Linked DNA regions of Nomascus leucogenys: region 1 is linked to region 2. The links are chromatin contacts, called in public Hi-C maps. All regions are on one chromosome and are shown on one strand. The core of a region is the stretch at or near the end of the contact, and the rest is flanking DNA. Distances in the headings are between cores, read along the strand shown. Region 1 overlaps OSBP2 (oxysterol-binding protein 2). Region 2 holds the start of SLC35E4 (solute carrier family 35 member E4).

The links. A called contact is a pair of places that touch in the nucleus more often than the background predicts.
Region 1: a contact with region 2 is called in a Hi-C map of a lymphoblastoid cell line, with 7 times the contacts expected there. The contact joins the enhancer-like site here to the promoter of SLC35E4 in region 2. A contact is called at or near these places in 4 of 4 Hi-C or Micro-C datasets (a lymphoblastoid cell line and an unstated tissue).

What each region holds. Positions count from the first base shown.
Region 1 is chr7b:57,996,030-58,001,630 of Asia_NLE_v1, reverse strand. OSBP2 (oxysterol-binding protein 2) reads right to left here. Exons shown (of 16, transcript XM_030816115.1): 2 at 4,751-4,959. Among named protein-coding and RNA genes, the nearest start is that of OSBP2, 49 kb to the right of the region's middle. Within about 2 kb of position 2,115, the one cell type or tissue checked has an H3K27ac peak away from gene starts, as active enhancers do. A contact at or near this core is called in a lymphoblastoid cell line, where this site is marked.
Region 2 is chr7b:57,886,351-57,891,792 of Asia_NLE_v1, reverse strand. SLC35E4 (solute carrier family 35 member E4) reads right to left here and starts at 2,888. Exons shown (of 5, transcript XR_004031003.1): 1 at 1,600-2,888.

The DNA of each region.
Region 1 (5,601 bases), core at 866-3,365, 110 kb before region 2:
CTGATTTCAGTAATTCGAGTCTTCTCTTTTTTTCTTAGTCTAGCTAAAGGCTTACCAATTACGTCAGTCTTTTCAAAGAACCAGCTTTTGCTTTCATTCATTCTCTCTATTGGTTTTTCTATTCTCTAACTCTAATCTTTTTTTTTTTTCTTTTTGAGACAGAGTCTCGCTCTGTTGCCCAGGCTGGAGTGCAGTGGCATGATCTCAGCTCGCTGCAACCTCTGCCTCCCTGGTTCAAGTGATTCTCCTGCCTCAGCCTCCCGAGTGGCTGGGATTACAGGCGTCTGCTACCACATCTGGCTAATTTAATTTTTAAATTTTTTTAGTAGAAATGGGGTTTAAGCATGTTGGCCAGGCTGGTCTCAAACTCCTGACCTCAGGTGATCCGCCCACCTTGGCCTCCCAAAGTGTTGGGATTACAGGCGTGAGCCACCACGCCCAGCCCAACTTTAACCTTTATTGTTTCCTTCCCTCTGCTAGCTTTGAGTTTAGTTTGTTCTTTACCTACTTCCTTCCAGTATAAAGTTTGGTTTTTCATTTGAGATTCATTTTCCTTCTTTTTTAACATATACTTTTAGAGCTATAATTTTTTTTTGTATTTTTTTCTGCCACATAAATGAGGAATAGATAGAGCTATACATTTCTCTCTGGGCACTGCTTTTGCGCATTCCAAAATTTTGGTATATTGTGTTCTTGTTTTCATTTATCTCAATGTATTTTCGAATTTCCCTTGTGATTTCATCTTTGATCCACTAGCTGTTTAAGAGTATGTTGTTTAACTTCCATGTATTTCTGCATTTTCTAGTGTTACCTCTGTTATTGATTCCTACCTTCATTCCACTGTGGTCAGAAAAGATACTTCATATAATCTCAATCTTTTTTTAAATTTATTGACACTTGTTTTGTGGCCTAACATATGGTCTATCCTGAAAAATGTTCCATGTGTACTTGAAAAGAAATTATGGCCGGGCGCGGTGGCTCAAGCCTGTAATCCCAGCACTTTGGGAGGCTGAGGCGGGCGGATCACGAGGTCAGGAGATCGAGACCATCCTGGCTAACACGGTGAAACCCCGTCTCTACTAAAAATACAAAAAAAAATTAGCCGGGCGTGTTGGCGGGCGCCTGTAGTCCCAGCTACTCAGGAGGCTGAGGCAGGAGAATGGCGTGAACCCGGGAGGCGGAGCTTGCACTGAGCCGAGATTGCGCCACTGCACTCCAGCCTGGGGGACAGAGCAAGACTCTGTCTCAAAAAAAAAAAAAAAAAAAAAAAAAAAGAAAGAAATTATAATCTGCTGTTGTTGAGTGGAGTGTTTTGTATATGTCTGCTAAGTCTAATTGGTTTATAGCACCTAAGAGTTGATTTTTTGTTTGTTTGTTTGTTTGTATGTTTTGAGACAGAGTTTCACTCTGTTGCCCAGGCTGGAGTGCAGTCGCCTGATCTCAGCTCACAGCAACCTCTGCCTCTCAGGTTCAAGCGATTATCCTGCCTCAGCCTCCCAAGTAGCTGGGACTACAGGCATGCGCCACCACACCCGGCTAATTTTTGTATTTTTAGCAGAGACGGGGTTTCACCATGTTGGCCAGGCTGGTCTCGAACTCCTGATAGACATCCAGGTAGGAGGGGACTGTACTTGGATTAGGGCATGGCAAAAGAGCTGGGGAGTAGCAGGTGATTTCAAGAGATAAGTAGAAGTAGGAAGTAGGCTTCCAGCAGGATGAGACAGGGTTCTCAGTTCAGGAAAATAAAACAGGCCCCGGGATAACCCACAGTGGCCTGCCTAAAGTGCTATCTGTGTCCTTGACCCAGATGGCCACCATCACCCAGGCCCAAGGAGAGCGACATTAGGCCATCTTCTCTCATTCAAGGCTGCCCTAAGCTGACTCCAAGACAGGCAAAAAGTAACAAACCACAACTCTCAGACATCAGCCTGAGAGCTTAGAGAGGAGGACCTTGTCTTTAACAGAAGGCCATCAAAGGGCTATCTTCCGAGACATAATGAGGTGGTCCCAATCTTTCTATAAACACAGAGTAGCCGTCTGAAGGCTTTTCCTTCACATACCTGGTTCATTCATGTTGCAAAAAGCCAACAGGAGAGGAATCCTACCTTGAATGGTACCTGGATGTTTGTCTCTGTTCTGTGCCCTTGCCCAGAAGGCTGCCGTCTTGGCACATGTGCTGCATCTCATACAATGAAGGAAGCTGAGCCTAAGGTTACTCCCTCAGGGGTCCCCGTCTCCCCTAGATGAAGTCTGGGCTAGCAATCTCTAGCACTGCCCAGCTGAGTTAACAAGCACTTCCCCACTCCCCACCCTCACCACCCCCCACCCCGCCAACTGCAAAAACCCCTCACATTGGCTGTCATACGAAAACTGTTCCAGGATGACTAATCCCATGATTGCCACCTGCTGCATTATTTTCAAGAAGTTCCTAAAAAATAAAGCAATTTATCATTTATATATACTCAGAAAAGCGAAACCAGGAAGAGAAAGCTAGATCTCTAGTGAGCATCCTCACTTGGCCAGTGTGAGTGCCCTGAGCCCAGCTGTGCCACCAGCCACAGCTTTTGCCACAGTGGCTTCCCACAGGCATACAAACGGAGGCCACGGGTCCTTCTGGGGGTCCCAACACAGCCCATGTCTGAGGTGGTCCCACCTGCCTCCTTCACTGGGTGATGGAGTGGTACCTGGGGGACCCCCATCAAGCTCAGCATCATTGCTGACACATGAGAGCTACATGAGTGCTGACCTCAGGGAGAACAATTACCAAGCAGGTGACCCATGCTCCAAATGAGTGAGACGAAAGAGAAAGCCAGACTGGTTTTCAGTGCTCTTTAATACTCACTGAGACCCTAGAGCTAGGAGACAGACCCCAACATGGGAGACAGGGATGGGGCATAAGGACCAACATCACTAGCTCTCATCCTGCTGAATGCCGGAACTCCTTCCACAGGACTCACCATCTCCCCACCCAGTCTCCAAGATAGTCCGGGAGAGCAGGGGCTGTGCCCTCTTCTCACCTGGAGCCCTGCCTCCCAGACAAACACATAGGTCTGTGGAATACACCATTCCACTAATGACTTCAGAAGGATCACAGTTGCATGTGTAGACACATTTTTCAACCATCAGAAACATTTACTGTAGCTCTGGGCAGGCAGGGCTGTGGGAGGTGTGTGTCCTCACACACTCCTGTTAACATTCCATGGCACAAACCCTGTGGAAGGCAGTTTGACGATACTTTCAAGAATTACAAATGTATGCGCCCATTGACCCAGCAAGCCGGCTTCCTGGAACATAAATTTCATTTATACTCATATGTGCATGAAATGAAGTACTGGTAAGGTTACTCATGGCAGCACAGTATGTCACAACAAAATAAGGAAAACAACCCACATGCTCATCAACCAGCTATAGGTTAAATAAACTATGGTCCACCCATACAGTGAAATGCTACATTGTCATAAGAACAAGGAGGAGGCTTTTTACATATTGACAGTGAAAATTTCCAAGACATATTGCTAAATGGAAAATAAAGAAGGCGGTGAATGCAGTTATTTTGAAATAAGTACCTATTTGAATATATATGTAAAGATACAAGTATCTCTGGTTGCCTCTGGGTAGGAAAATGGGGTGGGTGACTGGGAACCAGAAGTCAAAGACAAGACCTCACTGCGTAGGCTTTAGAAGCTGTTGGTTTATGAGTCATGTTAAAACATTACTTTTTTTTTTTGAGACAGAGTCTCACCCTGGTGCAATCTTGGCTTACTGCAACCTCTGCCTCCCAGGTTCAAGCGATTCTCCTGCCTCAGCCTCCTGAGTAGCTGGGATTACAGGCACGCACCATCACGCCCAGCTAATTTTTTGTATCTTTAGTAAAGACAGGGTTTCACCATGTTGGCTAGGCTGGTCTCAAACTCCTGACCTCGTGATCCGCCTGCCTCAGCCTCTCAAGTGCTGGGATTACAGGCATGTGCCACCGTGCCCGGCCAAACATTACATATTTAAAAAATAAATTTATTGGCCGGGCGCGGTGGCTCACGCCTGTAATCCCAGCACTTCGGGAGGCCGAAGTGGGCATACGACCTGAGGTCAGGAGTTTGAGACCAGCCTGGCCAACATGATGAAACCCTGTCTGTATTAAAAATACAAAAATTAGCGGGGCATGGTGGTGTGTGCCTATAATCCCAGCTACTCGGGAGGCTAAGGCAGGATAATTGCTTGAACATGGAAGGCAGAGGTTGCAGTGAGCCGAGATCATGCCACTGTACTCCAGCCTGGGCAACAGGGTGAGACTCTGTCTCAAAAAATAAAATAAATTTATTAAAGTAAGAAACAAAATGTCTTGCTCAGGACATCTAAGCTGGCCTCCCTAATAGGCAAAGACAGCAGCTCTGGCTAAATGGTTTCACTCTCCACAACGGGGGAACCTGGGGAAAAGGCTGGCTTGAGGCACAGACTGACTGCTGCTTCTGGACCTGACCCACTGCAGCATCTGAAGGGTCTGCTGAAGTCCTGACTAGCCCAAAGAAAGGCACACACAGCTCCTGCCCACCAAAAACTGCTGGCCAGACAGAATGGCTGAGCCTCTCACTGCTGACGATGCACAGAACATGCACGCACCTTGACCTTCCAGATTGATCCAGGCTGGCCTGGGTCTCTTGGCCACCACTGCCCACCAGCCGCTTGCAATTCCCACTTCCTCCAGACTCATGACACCACCATATACACACCCGCTGTCCCAAGTGCTCACTACCTGAATGAGTGTTCATCACGCGGACAGCCTTGGCCTTGGCCAGCTCCAGGGCGGTGATCCACTGCTGCCGGTCCACCTCTGAGCTGGCCTTGAGGTGGTAGCTCCTGGCCCCACTGGTCAGCAAGATACCACAAGAGTCCTCCGTGTCAATGTGCGCGGTGGACAGGTTGATGGTTCCACGGCACGTGTGGGCCATTTCACCCTGATTTCTGTAGGATGTAAGAGAAGGAATGGGGTGAGGCTCCTAGTCTCAATGGCTCCAGACTAAAGAAACCCTCCAGGCAAATCCTCAGAATCTTAGACCTTCAGAGCTGGGAGAGGCCCTGGAGTCAAAGTTGGGAGATGATGCCTATTGGAACTGCCTGGTCGTGGCTTAGTTGAGGAGGACTCTAAGGCCATGACGGCTCTCTGTGGGGAGCGGCAGAGGGACAGGAGCCTGCACTGGTGCCACGTGTGCAGGGAGTGTCTGGTGTGGTCTAAAGCCTTGCAGACACCACGAAATGGCAGAACGACTGCCCAGGGTCTCTCAAGACAGATCAGCCTTCGGACTCTGTGCTAAACTCTTTCCATTAAGTCTTAGAACCACAGAGTTGGGGCCATGCGCGATGGCTCACACCTGCAATCCCAGAACTTTGGGAGACCGAGGAGGGCGGATCACTTGAGGTCATGAGCCAACATGGTGAAGCCCTGTCTCTACTAGAAATGAAACTGCTTTTGCAAAATTATGACTGAAAGAGATCTAACTTAACTGACTCCATCTTGCTTCTAACCTCCAAGCTGTCTTTGTTCATTCCTGGGCATAGGCTGAATTAACTTTGAGAGAAATTTAATTTGTAGTTTATAGTTTAAAC
Region 2 (5,442 bases), core at 1,639-4,138:
TTTTGTATTTTCAGTAGAGACAGGGTTTCCCCATGTTAGCTAGGCTGGTCTCGAACTCCTGACCTCAGGTGATCCACCGGCCTCGGCCTCCCAAAGTGCTGGGATTACAGCTGTGAGCCACCACGCCTGGCCCATTTTTTTTTTTTTTTTTTTTTTTTTGAGTTGGAGTCTCACTCTGTCACCTAGGCTGGAGTGCAGTGGGGCAATCTCAGCTCACTGCAACCTCTGCGGCCCGGGTTCAAGCTATTCTTCTGCCTCAGCCTCCCGAGTAGCTGGATTACAGATGCCTGCCATGGCGCCCAGTTAATTTTTTTGTATTTTTAGTAGAGATGAGGTTTCACCATCTTGGTTAGTCTGTTCTTGAACTCCTGACCTCGTGATCTACCCACCTCAGCCTCCCAAAGTGCTGGAATTACAGGCATGAGGCACTGCGCCTGGCCCCAATTTTTGTATTTTTAATAGATACAGCGTTTCACCATGTTGGCCAGGGTGGTCTCGAACTCCTGGCCTCAAGAGTCCTCCCGCCTGAGCCTCCCAAAGTGCTGGGATTACAGGCATGAGATGCCATGCCCGGCCTGTCAAATCATGAACTTCTCTGGGTCTTAGTCCCATCATCTGTAAAATGGGGATAAAGTTGGTGGTTGCCATGACAACTCAAGGTCAACACTCAGCACCAAGCCTGTCACACTGTAGCTCCCAGTAAACATCAGCCCTCCCCAGACTTAGGCCTGACCCCTGACCTTCCAAATCCCAGCTCAAGGCTTTACCCTCCTTTTCTCTCCCTGGCCCATGCTTTCTGGCTTTCCTCTGGGCCCAAAGCCTTAGGCCACATCTCTTGGAAGCATGGAGTCTGACTATCTGGGTTCAGATTTTGCCTCTGCTGCTCACTGGCCACGCGGCCCAGGGCAAGCCTCTTCATCTATCAAATGGGAACAATACAGTGAGATAAAGGGCTAGTCAAAGCGTAGATCACTGGCTATCACTAAATACTGGTTTGTAATTCCAGAACTTCAGGAAGCTGAGGTGGGAAGATCGCTGAGGCCAGGAGTTCAAGACCCACCTGGGCAACATAGCAAGACCCTGTGTCTATACAAAAAAAAAAAAAAATTAGCTGGCCAGGTGCGGTGGCTCACACCTGAAATCCTAGCACCTGGGGAGGTCAGGGGTTCAAGACAAGCCTGGCCAACATGGTAAAATGCCGTCTCTACTAAAAATACAAAAATTAGCTTAACGTGGTGATGCGCACCTGTAGTCCCACTTACTTGGGAGGCTGAGGCAGAAGAATCACTTGAACCTAGGATGCGGAGGCTGTAGTGAGCTATCTCACCACTGCACTCCAGCCTGGGCGACAGAGCCAGACCCTGTCTAAATAAGTAAATAAACAAATAAACAGGAGTTGGGCCTCCAGAGCCTGAGTTTGGGGCCTGGAACTCACTGAACTGTTGGCCCTCTCTGAGCCTCAGTTCTGCTTCCTCCACAGCCATGAACCTCAGTTTCCTCATCTGTAAAATGGGACAACAACCATACCCCTCACAGGGCCATCCAGGCCATGCACCCACCCAGACCCCCACCTTCTCAGTTGGCCACCCAGGCACTTACTTTGCTGAACCGACTTGAGTCCGCGGAGGCAGGTGGCTGCGAGCAGGAAGCCACAGCCGGTGGGGGGTGTCCGGAACTCTCCAGCCAGGCTGCAGGCGGCCCCCAGGCAGAGCGGGCCCATGGCGGCCAACTGCAGCGGGTGGTGGCGGCGGCCCAGCAGCAGTGCCGACAGGGCCAGGGTGAACAGAGGCGTGGTGGTAGTGACCAGTTGTGCCAGGTCCAGGGGCACAGCCCTTAGGCCCACGTTGCCACAGGCCATGGAAGTGCCGAAGGTGAGACTGAGCAGTAGGATTCGGCAGCGAGTGCCGCCTGGCATGGGGCGCCGTGCCCCCCGGTGGCATGCCAGAGCTGCCACCAGCATGTGCAGGGCCGACAGCAGTAGGGGCCGCCCAAAGCCGTGCACTGTGAAGATCCATTTGTTGAGGCTTGACATGCTGGCTCCCGCCAGCAGCCACACCAGTGCTGCCATGGCCACCCGGGCCCGGCCAGGCTGCCGGAGGGCCTGAGGGCTGCCAGGGGGCCACTCGGGGGGCCCAGCCGCCCGAGCACCACCAGCTGCTGCTGCTACTTCGGCTGAGGTCATCCTGCCATCATGGTGCTCCGGCGGGCAGCGGCACATCCGCACCAGTGGGGCTAGGGCAGGAGGCGGGCTCCCCAGTGACCACCTCTGGGCCACCAGAGAGTTCCGCTTGGGGCCAGGCTAGATCCTGGTTCCTCCGACCCCGTGTCCCGTTTCAGACAGGTGAGAACACTGCTTACTTGTGCCAGGCCTGTGCCAGCGATGTCTAGGAGCTAAGCTGTGTTTCCAGCTAAGACAGGGCAGAGCCAAGGTCGCGGCTGCTAGGATGCCAGGGTCTCCGATGCTCAAGCGTGGGCTCCAGGCACCTCTGCCCCGTGCCAGGTGGTCTTCACTCTCCTCCTCGCCTAGTGCCCACGTTATGCTTTTAGATGAAATCCTCGTTCCTTTTTTCTCTTCAGTCCCCAGGTCATTAGGGTGCGCGCAGATCCAGACCCTGGGAACTCCTGCGTGCTCTGGCCGTGACGAGGCCTGGCAGGGGGGCGATCCGGGCTCCGCGCCTTGTGGTGCCCGGCCCGGGGGATCGCGGGCTTGCTGCCTCCCACAGTGCCCGGGCAGTGAGCTGACACCACGGCCCGTGCTCCGGCCGGTGCCTGGCGGCGAGCTAGGCGCGGTTCCAGCAGGGCCTGAGCTCCAACTCCTGCTCTCTGAGGCTTTGGCTGCGGCTCTGGCTGCGGCTGTGACTCCGGCTGCGGCTCCTTCTGCGACTCACGCCCGGCTCCAGCTCAGGCCCGGCTCGGCGGGCGCGGCGGTGCGCTCTTGGCTCCGCCTCCGCCTCTGCCTCCGCCGCCGCCGCCCGCTCCCTACACGGAAAATTGGGCTGAGCACCCCCGCCAGGCCCCGCCCCAGGCCAGGCCCCGCCCCCAGACCCGGGAGGGAGGTCTCGCCCAGCCCCAACGCCTCCCGCTCACAGCCCCTCCCCCATCGGCCTGGCATTCCCCCATCAGCCCTCCTCCGCCCGGGGCCTGCGCATCTGCCCAGTAGAGCACCCCCCGCGAGCTGGCGTGGTCAGCCTCTCTTCGCCGCCAGGGGGGACCAGGTCTCTCCCTACCCAGCGCCAAGGCGAGCTCCCCATGGAGATCAACGCGCATTGCTGGAGACACTGGGGTATCCCGCACAGCCGCCCAGGCTATCTTCAAGAAGCAGGGTAGTGAGGAGGGGCCCACAGCCCCCATCCTAGGACCAGTCTTACGCCCACCTGATCTCTGGCCACAATTATCTTGTGGGACCTCAGCATCCAGCAGAGCTGGATTACGGGGTCCCTTAAGGCACCTCCATCGCCCCTCCGTAGCCCCAGCATCCTCGCCCGCCTCCCAGTCCAGGGCGGTGCCCCCGGGGACCCTCAGAAGGAAGCTGAATCACTAGGCAGGGCTACCCACAACTGCGGAAGTAGGTACCGCCAGCCGGCATCCTTCCCCGGTCAGCAGCCTCTGTCCCGTCCCCTGAGCACTCGGAGCTGATTCATAGCAGAACTTCCTGGGGTCCACCCCGTGCCTCAGCCCTGGCAAGACAGAGCCCTGGGCTGGGAGGCAGAGCGTTGCCACTGAGCCCTTGTTCCTGTCTGGGTCTCGGTTTTCCCACCAGAACGACAGCCGCTCTCTGAGCTCAGGATTGGGTAAAAGGCGCGCCCCAGGGCAGAAGAGGTCCATCCAGATTCCAGGCCAGGCCAGGCCCTGGCCCCTCTGAGCTCTGAAGTCCAGGAGCACGAGGACCAAGACCCAGCCATGTGCCCAGTATCAGATGTGAGCCTCTTTCCTGTTGTCGGTCTTCCTACTAGGCTCCTGCCCAAGAGGACCCGGCTCACCCCTTGCCTGTTGTCTAACCAGCAAATCTTTGACGACAGCAACCTGTCTTGAGACACAAGATCTCAAAGGGAGACCGCTGAGCCCAGCCCGCTGCGCCCTCTGGTGGCCAGGCGCGGAATATAGCCCTCAATCCCCATCCCAATCACGGGACGCGGGTTTAAAATCCCCAGCCTCAAAGGAGGCCTACTGAATCGGGTGGGCCTGGGAAGTTACATGGTTACATTTGCCTCTGTAAGTCCGACGCCTGCTGGAGCCTGCAGATCTCTGCTGAATAGCCTAAGCGACAAGGCAGGGGGTGCAGATAGGGAAATTGCCAGGCCAAGGACCAAAAAATGGTGGCATTTAGGGTTTCTCCAGAAAGGGTTGTGGAAAGGAAACTAAGCCAGCCAAAGCGGGCGGCCCCTCTCCCACACCCCCTTGCCATTTCCTGAGGATGAGAAATCTGGGACCCCTAAGGGTTATAATTATCTTTGAGATTTTGTCATGTTTTTTTGTTTGTTTTCCAAGACCGAGTTTCGCTCTTGTTGCCCAGGCTAGAGTGCAATGGCACGATCTCAGCTCACTGCAACCTCCGCCTCCCAGGTTCATGTGATTCTCCTACCTCAGCCTCCCGAGTAGCTGGGATTACAGGCGTGCACCACCAAACCCGGCTAATTTTTGTATTTTTAGTAGAGACAGGGTTTCACCATGTTAGTCAGGCTGGTCTCAAACTCCTGACCTCTGGTGATCCACCCACCCTGGCCTCCCAAAGTGCTGGGACTACAGGTGTAAACCACCATGCCCAGCCTGGATTTCGTCAGTTTTCTAGTAAGTTTCCTTTAGTAAAAAACAATAGGCTGGGTACAGTGGCTCATGCCTGTAATCCCAGCACATTGGGAGGCTGAGGCATGAGGATCACTTGAGCTCAGGAGTCGGAGACCAGCTTGGGCAACAAGGCAAAGCCTCGTGTCTACAGAAAATACAAAAATGAGCCGGGAGGCTGGCCGAAGAGGCTCACACCTGTAATGCCAGCACTTTGGGAGGCTGAGGCTGGCGGATCACTTAAGGTCAGGAGTTGGAGACAGCCTGGCCAACATGGTGAAACCCTGTCTCTACTAAAAATACAAAAATTAGCTGGGTGTGGCGGTGGGCACCTGTAGTCCCAGCTACTCAGGTGGCTGAGGCAGGGGAACCGCTTGAACCTGGGAGGCAGAGGTTGCAGTGAGCCAAAATTGCACCACTGCACTCCAGCCTGGACGAAAGAGCAAGACTCCATCTCAAAAACAAACAAACATGAGCTTGGCATGGTGGTGTCTGCCTGTAGTCCCAGCTATTCAGGGGATTGGGAGGGAGGATCCCTTGAGCCCAGGAGATGGAGGCTCAGCAGTGAGCTGAGATTGCACCACTGCACTCCAGCCTGGGTGACAAAGACCTTGTCTCAAAAAAAAAAAATTTTTTTTTTTAAGACAGAGTCTCGCTCTG